Linked DNA regions of Canis lupus: regions 1 and 2 are each linked to region 3. A link is a contact called in public Hi-C data. All regions are on one chromosome and are shown on one strand. Each heading gives the region's core, a stretch centred on a gene start, on an enhancer-like site or on the middle of the called end of the contact. The rest is flanking DNA. Distances are from core to core; before and after follow the strand shown.

Evidence for each region. A called contact is a pair of places that touch in the nucleus more often than the background predicts.
Region 1: a contact with region 3 is called in a Hi-C map of blood, with 2.5 times the contacts expected there. The contact joins the promoter of NEMF here to the promoter of VCPKMT in region 3. A contact is called at or near these places in 2 of 9 Hi-C or Micro-C datasets (amygdala and blood).
Region 2: a Hi-C map of amygdala shows a contact between it and region 3, with 1.9 times the contacts expected there. The contact joins the promoter of ARF6 here to the promoter of VCPKMT in region 3. A contact is called at or near these places in 6 of 9 Hi-C or Micro-C datasets (amygdala, blood and skin fibroblasts).

Annotation. Positions count from the first base shown.
Region 1 is chr8:26,633,809-26,636,508 of UU_Cfam_GSD_1.0, forward strand. NEMF (nuclear export mediator factor NEMF) reads right to left here and starts at 1,419. Exons shown (of 33, transcript XM_038544655.1): 1 at 1,261-1,419; 2 at 349-417; 3 at 107-209. The coding sequence starts at 1,319.
Region 2 is chr8:26,667,997-26,670,696 of UU_Cfam_GSD_1.0, forward strand. It overlaps ARF6 (ADP-ribosylation factor 6), which reads left to right and starts at 1,440. Exons shown (of 2, transcript XM_038544661.1): 1 at 1,440-1,601; 2 at 1,702-2,700. The coding sequence starts at 2,188. LOC119876490 reads right to left here and starts at 1,903. Exons shown (of 3, transcript XM_038544659.1): 1 at 792-1,903. The coding sequence starts at 1,403.
Region 3 is chr8:26,858,850-26,861,549 of UU_Cfam_GSD_1.0, forward strand. It overlaps VCPKMT (protein-lysine methyltransferase METTL21D), which reads right to left and starts at 1,332. Exons shown (of 8, transcript XR_005363233.1): 1 at 965-1,332; 2 at 757-867; 3 at 521-593. SOS2 (son of sevenless homolog 2) reads right to left here. Exons shown (of 22, transcript XM_038544663.1): 22 at 1,874-2,700.

The DNA.
Region 1 (2,700 bases), core at 169-2,668, 220 kb before region 3:
TTATTCATAACAGTCAGTGAAGGAAAACCAAACATTTTAAAACTTAAATCGTTAGTGACCAATATCAGGGCCTTAAAATTTAGCTTCAAGTATAACTTAAAGTTACCTTCATGGCAAAACTAGAGGGCATCATATTCTTAGGCCACTCAAATTCTGTTGTGTGAATTCGTATGCCAGATTCAAGTAAAAGTGTAGCTTTAAAGTCTGGCCTGTAGAAGAAAAAAGTTAAATTTTTCTTTAGGGCATTTGTCAACGCTCAGTAAAACAGACTAAAAGTGCAAGTAAAAAAAAATTAATAATCTCATATTTAATTACCAAAGGTAAAACAAGCCTGTAAAATGCTCTTACTTTTGAAGACGAATAAGATAGGTCTTATTATCCACATCATAAACATTGTTTACTCTCATTCCTATTAAGCTGCGAAGAAAAAGGAAACATGTAACAACATTTGAAATACAAAACTTCACAGAATTTAAAGCGGCAGGCGGAAGCAGAGCCTTCGAAGGGGGGGGGGGATCTTCAACTCTAAGGATATGGAGTCAACCTGGGATCATCAGTCTGAAGGCCATCAGGCATTCCACCCAAAACTTAATTTTAACTTTTTAAGAACTAACGTTGTATACGAGCCCTAGGAAAACCATGCAATGCCCTTCGTCCTTGAAATGACCCAATATTTAAGGAAACATAGAAAAAGTCCAATACACTTTATTACAAAAGAAAAAAAAAAAAAAAGAAGGCAAAATGGCAAAAATGGCAAAATTCACACTGCTTAATAGAAACCAGACTAGAATCTGTTACTTGCAGCTAAAATGCAGGTATTCCCTCTCCCAGAAGTAAGGAAGAGTGTCAAAGAAATCAGGCCTCCGGCCTGGAAACCCCCCGAGGCAAAAGACTACTGGAGCATCCCGGCGTCCACCCGGTGTCTCGTGTTCTACTCAACGTTTGCTGCCAGACCCGGGCAACTCGGGCCAACAAGGCAAGCGCTCGGTGAGGGCCCCGCCAAAGCCTGACACGAGACCTGGTGAGACAAGCAGCCCGCGAGAGCAGGGTGTGGGGCACGCGGCCGCTGGGCTCCCCCAGGTGTCCTGAGGGCCACGGGAAGGATGTCCCGCACTCGCCCACCCAGGCCTATGGCCAGGTCCGCAGAAGAGCGCTGGGGGGATGAAGGGGAAACATCAGGCTGGTCTTTCTTCAACCTTGGGGCACCGGCCTCTGGCTTCTGCATCCCCCGCACGAGCCTGGTCCCCTACCGCTCAGTACCTGGCATTCAGCTCCGCGAGTATCGCGCGGAGGTCAATGGTGCTAAAACGAGTCTTCATGGCGAGGTCTGAGGGTCGCTACCGCAGTTTTCTCCACGGACTGCCTGACTCAACGCCGCTACTCTAACGCGCAGGCGCACTTGGCCGACATCTACGGCCGCGCAGAAGACCCAATATTCCTCGAGGCGAACGTGTTTGCGTCACTTTTCCAAAGCTTTGAACTATCAAGTCGCCGTCATCAGGCTTTTCGTTATACCAAAACAATTCGCAATAGATCCAAACTATTCTCTTGAAACTGCATTTCTTCCTGAAAAGCTGACAGGCTACCCTTTCCCTCTTGCGTTCCGGGATTCAAGACCGACTCCCTAGCGACCCCTGCTGGTGGTAAAAATTTATGAGGCGCGTACTGGGAGGATTTCCCCTGCATGGGCGGTAGGGCTCGGTCTGCAAGAGTAAGGAACCCCTCTCCACTCGGTTAACTTGGACGAGCAGATTTTGAAATGTGACGAAGCGGAACTGTTTCATTCGCCCTACAAGTACCCTCAGCAATAAAGGTGAAGCAACGCTCAAAAAGGAGTTCCTGTTTTGATGGGCCCCGCTCTCAGAGGACTATTTTGCGATGTTTAGTAGGATTCTCATCTGACCTTGATCATGGCATCCCTTGCCTCAGCGTAGTACCTGGCATACAATAGGAACTCCATCAACTCTTGGCAACCTGAATATTCAGGTGTTTCGCTAGATAATCAAAAAGTAGGACAGAATAAGAGAAGACTGCCCCACCATGGGGGGGGGGGGGTAATAGGAAATAGGAAACCTGCCGTGCAAGAATAGAAGTATGCCCCTTTTCGTTGTGTTCAATATATACTATGGGAAGAAAGGATACTTTCAAGGTGAGAACTCAAAAGAGACGGGGTCTCGCTATGTTGCCCAGGCTGGAGTGCAGTGGCTATTCACAGGCGCGATCCCACTACTGATCAGCACGGGAGTTTTGACCTGCTCCGTTTCCGACCTGGGCCGGTTCACCCCTCCTTAGGCAACCTGGTGGTCCCCCGCTCCCGGGAGGTCACCATATTGATGCCGAACTTAGTGCGGACACCCGATCGGCATAGCGCACTGCAGCCCAGAACTCCTGGGCTCAAGCGATCCTCCTGCCTCAGCCTCCCGAGTAGCTGGGACTACAGGCGCGCGCCACCGCGTCCGGCGAGGATCCGGAGCTTGGGAGGATTCTCCAGGCTGCCGGCGGCGAGTCGTCAGAATTCCCACCAGCAGAAGGCGACTGTTTGTAGATGCTAAGGTGGGGGCTGCTATAGGACACAGGGCAGACAGCATTCATTGCTGCATCGTAGGGCACAGTGAACCATGCAGAATAGCTCAAAATGTAAAATAAACCATTTGGAGAGTTTAGGAAAGTGGGAGACAGCTATCTGTGGTCCTAACTGCA
Region 2 (2,700 bases), core at 190-2,689, 190 kb before region 3:
ACTCCAAAATCCTTCCTTCAGTTTTATGACAGTGGAAAGTAAGATGGATCAAGGCAGATGGAAAGTAAACTTGGATCAGTCAGAATATTAACAACTCCAGTAAGTTTATTTCAGCTGAAGCTTATAAGGTTATCACCTGACCCATCTACCATTATCAAATATTCTTATATTATGAAACAAGTATGTTATCATATGCTTCTATAGCATCTTCCTTAAAAAATAACAAACCCTATTTCCTGTTTTTCCTCCCCTTGGTTCCTTTATTTTAGGCTTCGCCTTACTTTAAGTCTAACTTGATCTCTAACTATTTGCTACAAAAAAGTTTCCGAAAGTCTTCCACAAACATTTTGTTATTTACTCTGAAACGGAGTACACAGAGCAAGGTCGGCACTACACTCGGTTTACACATGAGATAACAAACTTAGCAAGGTTAAATGCCTTAGATCCAGGTCACAAAAGTAGTCAGGCTTTCTGACTCTAAACCCTAGTGCTAAGATTATTATTGTCTGGGATTTTTAAAAAAATACTTTATTTATTTGTTCGTTCGAGAGAGAGAGAAAGAGAGAGAGAGAGAGAGAGAGAGGCAGAGACCCAGGCAGAGGGAGAAGCAGGCTCCACGCAGGGAGCGCAATGCGGGACTCGATCCCGGGTCTCCAGGGTCACGCCCTGGGCTGAAGGCAGGCGCTAAAGCGCTGGGCCGCCCAGGGATCCCCTCGTCTAGGATTCTTAAAGAAAAGCTAGGTGGTTAAGTTACTGCTCAACACACTAACTTAAGTATGAAAAGTTATCACCTTAAAAAGTTGAAAACGCAGCAAGGGACTGGAACTCTGGTTAACACTGTCATTTTTAAGTAACAGGGTCTGGTCCCGAAGAGATGTGTAAGACAGGGCTCGAACACCGAAAAGCGGGGTTTCCTGGCAAACCCAAGCCTGGTAGAAGCGCCGCACTGCTTGGCCGACTCCACACCAAACGCGGGCCTCCCACGTGTCTTTCAGGAAATGCACAGAACACGCGGGATGAGGGAGGCCAAGGACGGGCTGGGAGACGTACAAACAGCATATAGGGCTTTCCCGGGTGACTGAGGACGCGCGGAGGCTGGGGCGGGCCCAAGGGAACTCGCTGAGCACCTGGCGGGCACCGACGTCCGGAAGCAGCCTGGGGGAGGCTTTCACCGCGGGAGAGGGCTGGCCGCGGGCCCCGCCCTCGGGAGCTCCCCAGTGGATTTGCCTGCTCTGGTTCGAGAGGGCTGGGGGAGGCGAGAGCGCGCCACAGGGACGCAGAAAGTCCGCGTACAGCGCCAGGCGGGCACGGGTCAGAGTCCGAGTTTCGCGGGTCTGGGGCCTGACCGCAGCCGCGAGGCCTCCAGGCCGCCGTAGCCCCGCCCCCTCGCGCGTGGCGCCCATGACGCTGGGCGCGCGGGCCGCGCTCCTTACAGAGCTCGCTCTCACCGAACGGTCGGCCTTGCTGCGCCTGCGTGATCGGGAGGGGAAGTGAGGCGGTTTCTTCGGCGCCTTTTCCGGCGGCGGCGGCGGCGGCAGCGGCAGAGCTGGGAGGAGGCGGTGGAGGCCAGAGGGAGCCCGCGCTCAGGGCGGCGGCTTGAGGTAACCTCGCGAACTGAGCTGGAAGGACGAGTCACCTGGGCCTCCGCTCCCTTCTGGCCTGCCGGCAGTAACTCCCTTCTTCCTCTCTGTGTCTCTGCAGGCGGCGCACCGGATCCCGGCGAGGATCAATGACCTGACGAGGCGCCGGAGCCGCGCTGACTCTCGGGTGGCCTGGGTCGGTGGTGAGCCCGGTGCTCGTGGACCGGCGGGTGGGCCGGAGGGCTTCGACCTCCCGCGGCCGAGTGAAGAGAAGGCGGAGGAGCGGGAACCGCGGCGGCGCTAGCGCGGCGCTTGCGGGGGGAAGGGCAGTTCCGGGCCGGGCCGCGCCTCAGCAGGGCGGCGGCTCTCCCGGCGCAGACTCAGGGCCCCGGCGGCGGCGGCGGCTGGAGGAATCAAGTTGTGCGGTCGGTGATGCCCGAGTGAGTGGCGAGCCTGGGCCTCTGCCCCGAGGAGGCAACTCCCACGCAGGCCGCACGGGCGCCCTCGCGGCCGGGAGGCTTCGTTTCGGTTTCGCGGCGGCTGCGGCGTAGTTGGCTGAGGGGACCCGGGACACCTGAATGCCCCCGGCCCCGGCTCCTCCGACGCGATGGGGAAGGTGCTATCCAAGATCTTCGGGAACAAGGAAATGCGGATCCTCATGTTGGGCCTGGACGCGGCCGGCAAGACAACAATCCTGTACAAGTTGAAGCTGGGCCAGTCGGTGACCACCATTCCCACAGTGGGTTTCAACGTGGAGACCGTGACTTACAAAAACGTCAAGTTCAACGTATGGGATGTGGGCGGCCAGGACAAGATCCGGCCGCTCTGGCGGCATTACTACACCGGGACCCAGGGTCTGATCTTCGTAGTGGACTGCGCCGACCGCGACCGCATCGACGAGGCCCGCCAGGAGCTGCACCGCATTATCAATGACCGGGAGATGAGGGACGCCATAATCCTCATCTTCGCCAACAAACAGGACCTGCCTGATGCCATGAAACCCCACGAGATCCAGGAGAAACTGGGCCTGACCCGGATTCGGGACAGGAACTGGTATGTGCAGCCCTCCTGTGCCACCTCAGGGGATGGACTCTATGAGGGGCTCACATGGTTAACCTCT
Region 3 (2,700 bases), core at 82-2,581:
TTTAACTTGGGATTTTACCGTACTTTACCATACAAAAGTGAATCTAACCCTAACTTGAACATGTTAGTTCAATGTTTTATTTTAAAAATGAGTGATGCCCACAATATACACAAACTGATATTTTAAAAAGTATCATTCTGAATCAATCTTGCCATAGAGCAATGAATTCTTTAGGACGAAACTTAATTTTCAATGTCATGGTTAACACCTTCACCAAGAAGAGCTTAAAAAAACCTTAGCTTTTCATAACAGATCCAAATGACAAAACCTTTAAAAGAAGATTTTTACAGAAGCCTTTAGTAAAATGCTAAAAATGCAGGCAACACTTCTGTCAACATGTTTCACAGGTCTATATGTTTAACCTGAGTGTATGTAGTTGTTCCTGGTAAACTTTATGTTCCTTACTGTGTCATCAATTATAGGAAAACTATCCTGCATTCAGTGATGTTAAAGTGGGAAGAAATGTGCACTATGGAATCCACGAATTATAATACAACTTGTAAAGATAATGACTACTTACCTCTTCGTAGTATATGCAGTCGGCCATCAGTATGTAGTCTGGCGGAGAAGGAAAGTCTTCTATTGCTTCCCCCCTTGAAAATGCCAACAAATATTTTAACTGTTGCTTTAATAACTTATTGTTTTATAAAAAAAGTTCTGGAAAGTCCCCTTTGTATTAACTATGCTTTTAGCGAAACGCAATTTAAAGCAAACCACAAATCGTTATCTTAAAACAAGCTGAAAGGCCATACAAACCATTTCAGTACCTTGGCTTGAACAGAACCAGTGACAAGATGCTTGTTCATATTAATATTCATCTTCAGCAAGTCTTGCAATTCCTCCAGATCTGTGACCACCACATCGGCCCTATAAAATAACGTCGACTGAAGTGTAGGCACAAGCATGGTAAAGCAGGAATCCTGGTTTCCCAAACAAAGCGGCACCCCCTCCCGCCAGCTCTTACCCGAGAGTAGCAGCCATGAGCCCCACGGCCCCGGTGCCCGAGCCCAGCTCCAGCACCGACCGCCGGCTCAGAGCGTGGGGCCCATCGCCGGAAAACCCGGGCGTTTCCAGGTACTTAGAAAGGACGATGGCAGCGTCCCAAACAACGCAGCCCACGCCGCCGGAGCCATATTGCTGCAGTCGTAACACCGTGCCATCTCGCTTTTCCAAAACTCGAACAAAGTTCCGCAGCGGGTCCTCCACGGAGGACTCCACGGTAGCCGCCATCGCTGCCCGGCAACAAGATGCAGCGTGCGCAGTGACGTCACACCCACACGCGCCTCCCCACCGCGGGCCTGGACAGGGCCCGGCGCCTCCTAGTGGCGAAGTTGGCGCCATGACGCGTGCGCAAAGGCACAAAGCTGGGAAGGCAGCATTACCTGGGCGTGGTCGAGGGCCTAGCCGCCCGCTTCCCCAGAGTGTAGGTCCGCCTCACGCCTCTAAATTACAAGTGTGGCCTAACAAGCAGGCAGCTTAAATCACTTTTCCAGACAAAGCTGATATTGTAATCTGCTCTTTAAAAGCCAAAGGCAAACTCAAGAGTGTGTTTACCTGGAGACTAATTCATACGGTAGTTATTGGGCTTTAAATCCAGGCAGTTTCCAAGATCCTACCGAGAAGCAACAATCCTCTCTCATCAAGTTTCCTAGCATGCTCCTGATTTTCATCTGAATGCATAAAAATGGTTGCTGGAAGTTTGCTGATCGCGTTTTAACAGGGCAAAGTTATCCTTCTAAAATTTACATCATTTAAATTCTTTGGGATTATGTAATTTAAATTGCCCAAAATAATGACAATAATGTGGACATGTCTATGTATTTCCACAGAACTCAACAAGCTCTCCCCTTGTTACTTATAATGAAAACACGTATTTTAAAAATTAAGACTGGGGTGATTTATTAATCTTGTTAAGAACTCTGATACAAAGCACAGTTAAAAGGCCACAGACCAGTAAATAAACAACAACGTGGCTTTTGGCTATTTTACAACTGCTGCTACAGCACTATCAGCAAAACACGCTTTTTCATCACTTTGAACTCAGGAGTCCAAATGGCAAATAAAAGTTTTACTTCTCTGAATAAAAGTTTAATAAAGCTTTAAGTATGTTTGCTGGTTTAAATGTTACCAATCTAAAAAAAAAGTATTTAAAAAAAATTGTAGTTAACATGAGATTTATAGAGAAGGTTACTAGGATTTGAGGGCAAGGCAGTTGGTTCCTATGCCATAAGAAATTTTCCTCTGAATTTCTGAATTAGTAAAGTAGCAGATTGTATTATAGGCCTCGAGTCACTTAAATTTATATAGTAAGTTATTAGCATTCTTTAAATATACAATATAAACAAAACTGTACATACTTGGCATATTAATTAACTTTGTTTTCCAAAACAATAGGCAACTCATTAGCTAAAGACACCATAGTCTCCAAAAACAAAAGGCACATCTGAATGAGATACATGCCCTTTTTCCCTCCATGATTGGGTTAGGTAGTCTCTGTATACATTTTGACAAAATAATAAACAGTGCATCTATTATTTTCATTATATTTTTCATTTTTGTCTTCAGCAGCAAATTCTGGCATTTAAGACATGGCATTAAAGTTTAAGAACAGTGGGTGTTTTTCACAATTCCCCTAAATGTAAAAACTAGAAGATGGTCAAAGAGTTTTAAAAATCAGTAATACTGTACACCCCCTATATT